2 separate regions of the Capra hircus genome follow, and region 1 is linked to region 2. A link is a contact called in public Hi-C data. All regions are on one chromosome and are shown on one strand. The core of a region is the stretch at or near the end of the contact, and the rest is flanking DNA. Distances in the headings are between cores, read along the strand shown.

What was found. A called contact is a pair of places that touch in the nucleus more often than the background predicts.
Region 1: a contact with region 2 is called in a Hi-C map of liver, with 2.8 times the contacts expected there. The contact joins two enhancer-like sites. A contact is called at or near these places in 4 of 5 Hi-C or Micro-C datasets (blood and liver).

The regions. Positions count from the first base shown.
Region 1 is chr8:69,507,426-69,512,021 of ARS1.2, forward strand. SORBS3 (vinexin) reads left to right here. Exons shown (of 22, transcript XM_018052302.1): 7 at 1,734-1,772; 8 at 2,235-2,328; 9 at 4,330-4,420. Among named protein-coding and RNA genes, the nearest start is that of TRNAG-CCC, 9.4 kb to the right of the region's middle. Within about 2 kb of position 2,371, at least 4 of the 5 cell types and tissues checked have an H3K27ac peak or open chromatin away from gene starts, as enhancers often do.
Region 2 is chr8:69,382,412-69,386,506 of ARS1.2, forward strand. SLC39A14 (zinc transporter ZIP14) reads left to right here. Exons shown (of 9, transcript XM_018052296.1): 9 at 646-3,748. The coding sequence ends at 792. Among named protein-coding and RNA genes, the nearest start is that of PPP3CC, 21 kb to the right of the region's middle. Within about 2 kb of position 2,245, at least 1 of the 5 cell types and tissues checked has an H3K27ac peak or open chromatin away from gene starts, as enhancers often do.

The sequences.
Region 1 (4,596 bases), core at 1,121-3,620, 130 kb after region 2:
GTCTCAGATCAGGGCAGTAGCAGCGGGCCTGGTGGAATTCTGGAGACAGAATCATGGTAATTTGATGATGGATTGGATGTGGCATGAAAGAGACCAGTCAGGGATGAGTTTAAACCTGAGTGAATCTATGAAGTTGCCCTTTATACGTGTATATACACACAGGAAAGGCAGGGAGGGGTTGTGTGTGTGTGCAAGTCTAAGGGGCGTTCCATTTTAGATACGGTTCATACAAGTGGCAGTTGATGTTTTTGAGTCATGTCTGACTCTTCAGCGATCCCATGGACGGTAGCCCACCAGGCTCGTCTGTCCATGGGATTTTCCCAGATAAGAATGCTGGGGTGGGTTGCCATTTCCTTCTCCAGGGGCTCTTCCCCACCCAGTGATCAAACCTGCATGTTTGGCATTGAAGGCAGATTCTTTACCACTGAGCCACTGGTTAGCTGATAAACAGGTCTGCATTTCCTAGGGTGAGGCTTAAGCTGCAGATGGAAATACCAACGACCCACTCAAAGAGACTTTTGGTGTAAAGGTCCCTCAACTAGCTCCGATGTACGACTAAGGTTAGGAGTCCCTGGAATAGGCAATATTTTTTAAGGTAGAAGACTGGACCAGATCACCGAGGGAGATGGAGAGACAGAGGCCCAGGGATTGAGCCTGAAGCACTTGCTTGGAGAGATGGGCAGGAATCAACTAGGCTGCCTGGGAAGGGGCAGCTTGGGAGGCAGGAGGAAAACCAGAGTAGTCTCCCTGAAGCCAAGTGACAAGAAATTTCTAAAGGAGGAAGTGAACCTCTGTGACTGAGGCTGCTGCTGACCAAGTGGGACTGACCATTTGATCTGGTAACATGGAGGTCACTGGAGTCCTTGACGAGGGTGGCTCAGGCTGAAAGCCTGATTATCAGGAAGTGGAATTGAAGACACTGAGTTTCTTATGGCCAGCATGCATGCAACCCTATGAACTGTAGCCTGCCAGGCTCTTCTGTTCATGGGCTTTTCCAGGCAAGAATACTAGACTGGGTTGCCCTGCCCTCCTCCAGGGGATCTTCCCAACCCAGAGATTGAACCTGCGTCTCTTATGTCTCCTGCATTAGCAGGCGGGTTCTTTACCACTAGCGCCACCTGGGAAGCCCCTTATGGCCAGTAGTTGGCTGCAAAGGAAAGCAGAAAACTCCAAGAACTGGAGGAAGGTGTGGGATCCGGAGAGGGGGATTGTGGTTTGCGTTTAAGGTCAGAGCTGTGGTTACGTGTCTCTGTGCCAAGGAAATCAAGAGGGTTGGCTGGTCAGTAGCTCTTCCTTGGAGGCCCCAGAAAGTCCTGAGCACCTTGAAAAGTGGGTCTGGGGAAAGGGCGAAGATTTAGAAGAGGGTGCAGAAAGGGCGAGAGGGTGAAGGGGAAGTGGAATTCACCAAATTGACCTGGCAGGGCAGGTCTCCAAAGGTCAGGGAGAGGGTGTGTGTGGGAATGTAGGGAGGGAAAGGGAGGAGGGTTTGGGCAAGGCCACTGCCCTCTTGGCTCGCTCAGGCCCTAAGGCAGCCAGAGGCATTTCAAGCCCTCCTGAGAACTGCCCTCCTAATTCCTTCCCTCCCTCGAGACATTTTTCAGGCTCTGACTCAGCCCCTGGGCCCCTGCTTTAGGCAGGAGGGACTGGGAGCCTCTGGGGCTGCCTCCCAGGGCTCCCCATCCTTGTTCTCGCTTGCTGCCCCCACCCTGACCTAGTCCTTTCTGCTACCCTAGACCTACAGCTGGACTGGACCTTCGAGGAGGCACCCAAAGGTGAAGGCTGGGGTTTGGGGGGTGGCATGCCTCAGCCCAGCGCCCGCATTTACCCCTCCCTGCAGCCACGCCTGGCTTTGGGGCTCCCCAGTTGGCTCAGCTCAACTTGTGAATTTTGTACAGCCCATTTCCGTGAGCTCCAAATCCCCTGGTCCACGGTATTAATAATTCAGAGCCTCTGAGTCACTGTCCAGCAAATGCCTAGCCCTGGCTCTGCTTTCTCTGGGCCTCTCTTTTCTAACGTGTAAAACGGGAACACCCCAGAGATGTTTCAAAGGTGTGGTAAAGAGTGTAAAGCTCTTGGCACCCAGCCCATAGTTACTGGTCCAGAGCATCACCCCTGTTCCCACCAGCTACCCAGGAGCGTGGGTAGGGGTGGGCCAGAACCTTCCATGGTCACCCAGGTGCCCCCAACCCCAGCTTTCACCTTCCATTGCCCCTGTTTATTTTCTCTCACTTCAGTGGATTCTTCCTGTGCCACATCTGCAAACTCAAGGCATCCAGGGCCCCAGCAAAGACCACCTGCCAGGCCAAACCAGAAGTCGCCTCTGAGCGGGTGAGTCATCAAGGGGAGGGCCCCAGAGCTGCAGAGGGGTGCTGGCTTCCTTGAGGGGACTGGGCACCCCCTGGTGGCCACAGCTGGCACAGTCTCGGACCAGGCCAGCAGGCTCCTGCCCATGGCTTTGCCCCTTCTCAGGGTTCCCACTGCTTGAGATCCTCCATGCCACCAGAGCCAAAGGGGGATGACCTGACCGCTATTTGTGGTCAGGACTGCCTGGGATGCCTCTGTATTTGGCGGCAGGAATTCATCACCGCAAAGGTCCATGCCTCATTTGGGGTGGAGAGCGGGGTAGCCCGTGGCTAGGCGTGGACCTGCAGCCATCCATTCTGAAGCCTGCGAGAAAACAAGGGGCATAGAGGGCCACAGGCTTTGTCCTAGATGCCACTGAGAGAGGAACCCTGCAGACAGGTCCAGGACGCAGTGCATCTTTTCTAAGAAAACCACACAAGCTCAGCCCAAGCTGCAGGGGCGCAGCCCAACCTCAGGAATCAGGAGGCTCTCCGTCACAGTGTCACTAACGAGTTTCTGATTCCTTTCTGGGAACAGAGTGACCTCATTAGCTTGGCCTTAACCGGGCTGTGGCTCTTGGCATCATCAATAAGGTAGAGACTAAGATTTGGTCAAGAGTTGGACCCAGATTTCTGGATTCTTGCCTGGAAAATTCCATGGACAGAGGAGCCTGGCGGGCTACAGTCCACGGGGTCACAAAAATTTGGACACAACTGAGCACGCACGTGCACCTCTGGATTCAGACCAGTGTGCTGCACTAGCCACGTGACCTTGACCAAGGTAACCAGTCTAAGCTTTCTAGCTCCATCTGTTAAATGGGAATCAGAGGGTGGCATGAAGATCAAAGTACACTGCACATCTCCACAAACATGATTATCATACAAGCTTGATTATGACTAGTTGTTGTTGTTCAGTTGCTCAGTTATGTCCGACTCTTTGTGATCCCATGGACTGCAGCATGCCTGGCTCCTCTGTCCTCCACTATCTCCTGGAGTTTGCTTAAATTCATGTCCATTGAGTCAGTGATGCTATCTAACCATCTCGTCCTCTGTTGTCCCCTTTTCCTACCTTCAATCTTTCCTAACATCAGGGTCTTTTCCAGTGAGTCAGTTCTTCGCATCAGGTGGCCAAAGTATTGGGGCTTCAGCTTCAGCATCAGTCTTCCAATTATGACTAGAGCTTCCCTAAATTAGGAACAATGTATTCCACTCTCATATCACTGTTGTTAGTGATGTTCTTCCTAGAGTAGAGTCATAGCAACAGCAGACAGATCCTGACCCTCCCCTCAGACATTCCATCACTTGATAAGCTTGGTACAGTGGTTCCACTTGGTGGAAATATTCAAACTCAGCAGAAACTGGACGATTTCAGCCAGCCAAGAAGGGAGTCCTGGAAGGACACTCAGGTAACTGTGACAGATGACATCAATGATCTAGCACCTCAGGGAACGGAGACCTGTGGAGCAGAAGTAACTTGTTCAGAGCTTCTGGGTCAGGCCTGCAGGTTCTTTCCCTTGACCTGGGTTTTCCGGGAACTAAGATATAGTCTCACACCCTTGGGTATGGGTGCAAGCTTCACAGACATACATACCCACAGTCATGGGACCAGACAGAAACCAAATGCAGGATATTTCACCAAGGCCAGCAGGAAAGGGACTGGCCACTTCTGGAGCAGATGTGTACATGTTAGCCCCTGTCTTGGGTGTCTCAGGTATGTTCCCTCACCTAAGATTCCCCATACCCTTATAAAGGTGGGAGTCATTCTCATATTATAGGTGTTGAATCAGAGGCTCTAAGACCAAAGGAGACACAGCTAAGTGGTGGGGCTGGAATTTGAACTCAGAGCTAATAACATTTTACTATTTAACACTGCTTCTACAGCCCAGAACAGGTGGGGAGGGGGTGCAGCTCCCTCCCCAGGACTGTGTGCTCACGCCTGCCCCTGTTTCCCTAAAAGGAAACTGAAAGATGTCTTTCCTTTCTTTAGAAGAAGCTGGGACGTCTCTGAAGAGTCTCTTAGAAGCACCTTCAGTTGCAGTCCTGGAGCACCCTCCTCCCTGCACCAGACCTCAAAGCAGGTGGCTTGCCCAGCATCCCCTCTCCCTGCCCAGCACTTCCCCCACCCCCATGCTCTTTGGTCAGGCCTTCTGCTGCTGCAATAGTCGGTATAGTCTGTATAGTCCATGGGGTCACAAAGGGTCAGACACAACTTTCTGCTGCAAGCACAGGTAAAGCTATTCTTCATCTTGGAGCC
Region 2 (4,095 bases), core at 995-3,494:
CATTGCGATACTTAGCTCCATTTTCAGGCCCCTTACACAGTTTCCCAAACAAGTGGCAGTTTTATTAGAGTGGTTATTTTTAACCAGCCTCTAAAAACATCCAGGGTTACATATATGTATAGTACTTTGTTTCACCTCCATAGTTGCAAAGCAGTGGCAACCACCTTGGAGAAAGGTGATAATGTTTAAGTTCTAGAAGTTACTGCTATTGATTTTCTTTGTAAAGCAATCCTATTTTTTTATATACCCTGGTGGCTTAGCAGTAAAAGAATCTGCCTGTCGATGCAGGAGACGTGGGTTCAGTCCCTGGGTCAGGAACATCCCTTAGAGAAGGAAATGGCAACCCATTCCAGTATTCTTGCCTGGAGAATCCTACGGACATGGCAGGCTACAGTCCATGGGATCACAGAGTCAGACATGACTGAGGAACTGAGCTTGGATGCATGCATCTTGATTAAATATTATATATTAATAGTTATTATAATAATCATGTACACTGATGATGTGTTATTTTCACATAAAAATATAGTAATAATAAACATTAATGATTATTCGATAGTATATATAACTGAATTGTCTTGCACTTGAAGGAGCTGCAGGAAGAAAGGAACTGCAGCTCCCATGTTCTCTCCTTTTCTTTCCCAGTTCCCTGAGATGAACGAGGTGAGCCAAGAGGATGAACGCAAGGGCAGTTTCTTGATCCCCTTTGTCATCCAGAACCTGGGCCTCTTGACTGGTTTTGGCATCATGCTAGTCCTCACCATGTACTCGGGACATATCCAGATCGGATAGGGCCCCGCCAGGAGCCAGTGGGGTTGGCAGTCCGGCCCTGGGCTGCCCGAGGACACCTCATCCAGGAAGCGCTTCAGAAGAGGCAGTTCTATTAAAAACTGTGACACAGACTCTATTCCTACATTCAAATGTCAGCTGGTTTTAAAAATGCTCTATCCAAGGAATAAGCTGCCCTGGTAACCAGCCTCTCGGTAGTGCCTCTGTCTCTTTCCTCTTCTCAACACAGCTCAAAAGACAAGCCTAACTTTTCCCTCTGGTTACCTTGGCCACTTTCTCTCCCAACCAGCACTGAGACATTCTGAATCCTTGGCCAGGTGACACAGAAAGAGAGCCATGGCTCACAGCTTGGTGAGTAATAGTAGGAGGTGAACCTACAGTTTGGGGCTCATAAAATCTCAGTGTGTTTCCTGGGCCTCAGGGTGACCCATTTTTAAGTGAATTTGCCTGTTTCTTTTACAGCAAAAGTACAAAGGACAGGAATCTCTCTTATATTTTCAAAGTCTGTTCGGTTGCCTGTTCTGTCAAAGAGAAGTCAAAGCTGGAGTCAGATGAGTAGGGCTGGAGGAGAGGCAAGGATCCTTGTGTGTGGGCGAGGGGAGTGTGTCTTGTCAGGATGGTCACTTACTCCCACTGGGACCCTGGGCCAAAATTGGTTCTGCACCTGGTGTTTTGTGGTTGTCCAGGTGAGCAGCTAGTAGTTTGTGTTGCCTGAACCTCCCCTCCTTTCAGATGAACACTGGCGGACACGGGAGGGCAGAGAAGAGACCTCTGAGAAATCTAATGGGTTTGTTACAATTCCCACGCCTCAGCCCCCACCCCCATCTCCTGAGAGACATTTCCACTGCCTCGCCGGCAGCACACTCTAAGCACAGTGACGACACCCGTGTTGGAGGGGAGACCGCACAAATTCACCTCCCTGGACAACAACTCGTGCTGCCAAGTGACAAGTTGACTTTCAGCACTGGAGTGCCGCTTGGGGTCTTCTTGACAAGGGTAATCAGAGGCGCAGTCAGGGCAGGCAACATTGAGGACTCAGTAATGCCACCAGTAACAGTACACGCGATAGAACTCTGAGCTGGGAGGGGAGCATCCTTGGTGTTCACAGAATAGGGGGCCCAGGAGTTCCTGCGGCAACCAGCTGGGTCCCCCCTCCGCCCTCACCCCACACCAGAAAGGGCGAATCCTGTATGGAACTGAATATGAATTATGCTAGTAACTCTCTTCAGAAAATGAATTGATAGACTCATGTGTGTGGGAGACCGTAGGTCACCTGCTTGCCCTGTGGAGCCCTCTCCACAGAGCTCCGGCTGTGAGGGGAGCTAGTCTCCAGGTTCACTAGGTGAATTGCTGTATTATTATCATATTGATAACGCGAGATTCCTCAGCCACTCTGGGGAGCCGACCTCTCCAGAAGCCTTCCTCAGTGGTGCCGCGGTTGCAGCCCAGAGGCTGTGCTCGCAGACCGACCTGTGCGCGTGGCTGACCAGCGCTGGTCCGTCGCCACCACCCGAGCACATTTCTGTTCTGACAGGAAAGCTTTTCCACTCTACAGTAATTGAAAGCATCGACTCTGGGTTTTTTTCTTTTTCTTTTTTCCTTTGGGAAACATCCCTCAAACCGGAACTATTCTTGAACATGAGCAGGAAAACCGCTGGTGATGCTTTACAAGTTTTTCTCATCTTGCCTGTTGACTTGGATAGATTTGAGAATGGGCGGAAGGAGGAAGAAAACTCAGTTTTCAAGATTCTAGATGAACTGTCAGGACAGACTTCCTGGTAGGATTACGGTCCAGTTTTTACCAAAGAACCAATTTGAATGTTGGAATCTAACTTTTTATACTGTCATTATTATTGTCACTGTTAACTGTTTTGAAACAAATCCTTGTCTCTTCTGTTTCACTTTTCTCAGACTTGCTTTCAGGAGCTAGCAGGAAATAACACTCAAACCTTAGGACCTTAGACGATTTTGCTTCCCTTAATTTAAATCGAAGTATTAACTTGATAATTTTAGCATTCCCTGTAGATCTGTCCTTCCTTACAGACACGGTATCTGTGGAGTAGAATCCTAAGTAAGCGTTAGTGGGTTTCTAGCTTTAGGAAAAGAGCCCAAAAATGTAACCTTGAGCAAATTTAAAAAATAAAATGTGAGCAGTAGGGTGTTTTCCCTTCTCGTGCACATCCATATTAAGAACTGACTTTGCTTTCACAGACACCTTCTTCAAAGGGGAGTTGTTTTCAAACTGTAATTGGTCCAGAGGCCAGTCCCAGTTGGAGCTTAGAAGGGGTAGAGACACTGAAATTGTGCAACGGATTTGCCTCATGAATCGAAAACGTGGCAGTTTCTTTTTGAAGTGTTGGGTTTGCTGTGTCAAGCGTTTGTACACATTAGAAGTCTGAGGAGTAGCAAGTTCTGAGGACTTCTTTCACATCTGGCATTAGCGTCTTCAGCCTGTCTCCCTCTGTGGCCCACCTTTCTCCAAGGATAACCAAGAAAGTGTGTGGAACGTGCAGGAGCCGTGACTCCAGAGGAGGGCGTCTGCTGCTTTCACCCTCCCCTGGCTTGGAGGTCTCCTTCTGTGCTTGCCTCCAAGGGTTTTTGTGTCTCGTGTCAACTTAGGTCTCCCTTTCACTGGTCCTTCACCCTGGGTTTTAAAAAGAAAGCTTCTCTTTTATGGTATCCTAAGACCTGTTTCTAGTAAATCCTCTTCCACATGGTAATATGGAGATAGCAATATGTGGGAAATCTGCTTTGAAAGAAACAAAAGGTTGTCTGATTTTTGCAAAAGAGAGAGGTTAGCTTTTATTATTCATATTTTATTTTACAGTTCTGCAGTTCCATCACAGTATTTTTTTAAATGACTCAGGTGTTATGAAGATAAATTAGAAAATAAACTTAAGTTATGTGGACTGTAAATGTTTTTATTTGTAAGATTCTATAAATAAAGCTATATTCTGTAGCTGTTGAATCCTGTGTCATCTTTTGCAGTAAGGAAGGTGTAATGAAAACTGTTGAACACAAGGTGGCGATGATGTCTCACTAACAGAAAGCTTCCTTTTACTGGTCCACCTTACATTTGGAGAGGGGTTTTAGTTGGTAAAGATTCTGCCTGCAATGCAGGAGACCCCAGTTTGATTCCTGGGTCAGGAAGATCCGCTGACAAAGGGATAGGCTACCCACTCCAGTAGTCTTGGACTTCCCTTGTGGCTCAGCTGGTGAAGAATCTGCCTGCAATGCTGGAGACCTAGGTTGGATCCCTGGGTTGGGAAGATCCCCTAGAGAAGGGAAAGGCTACCCACTCCAGTA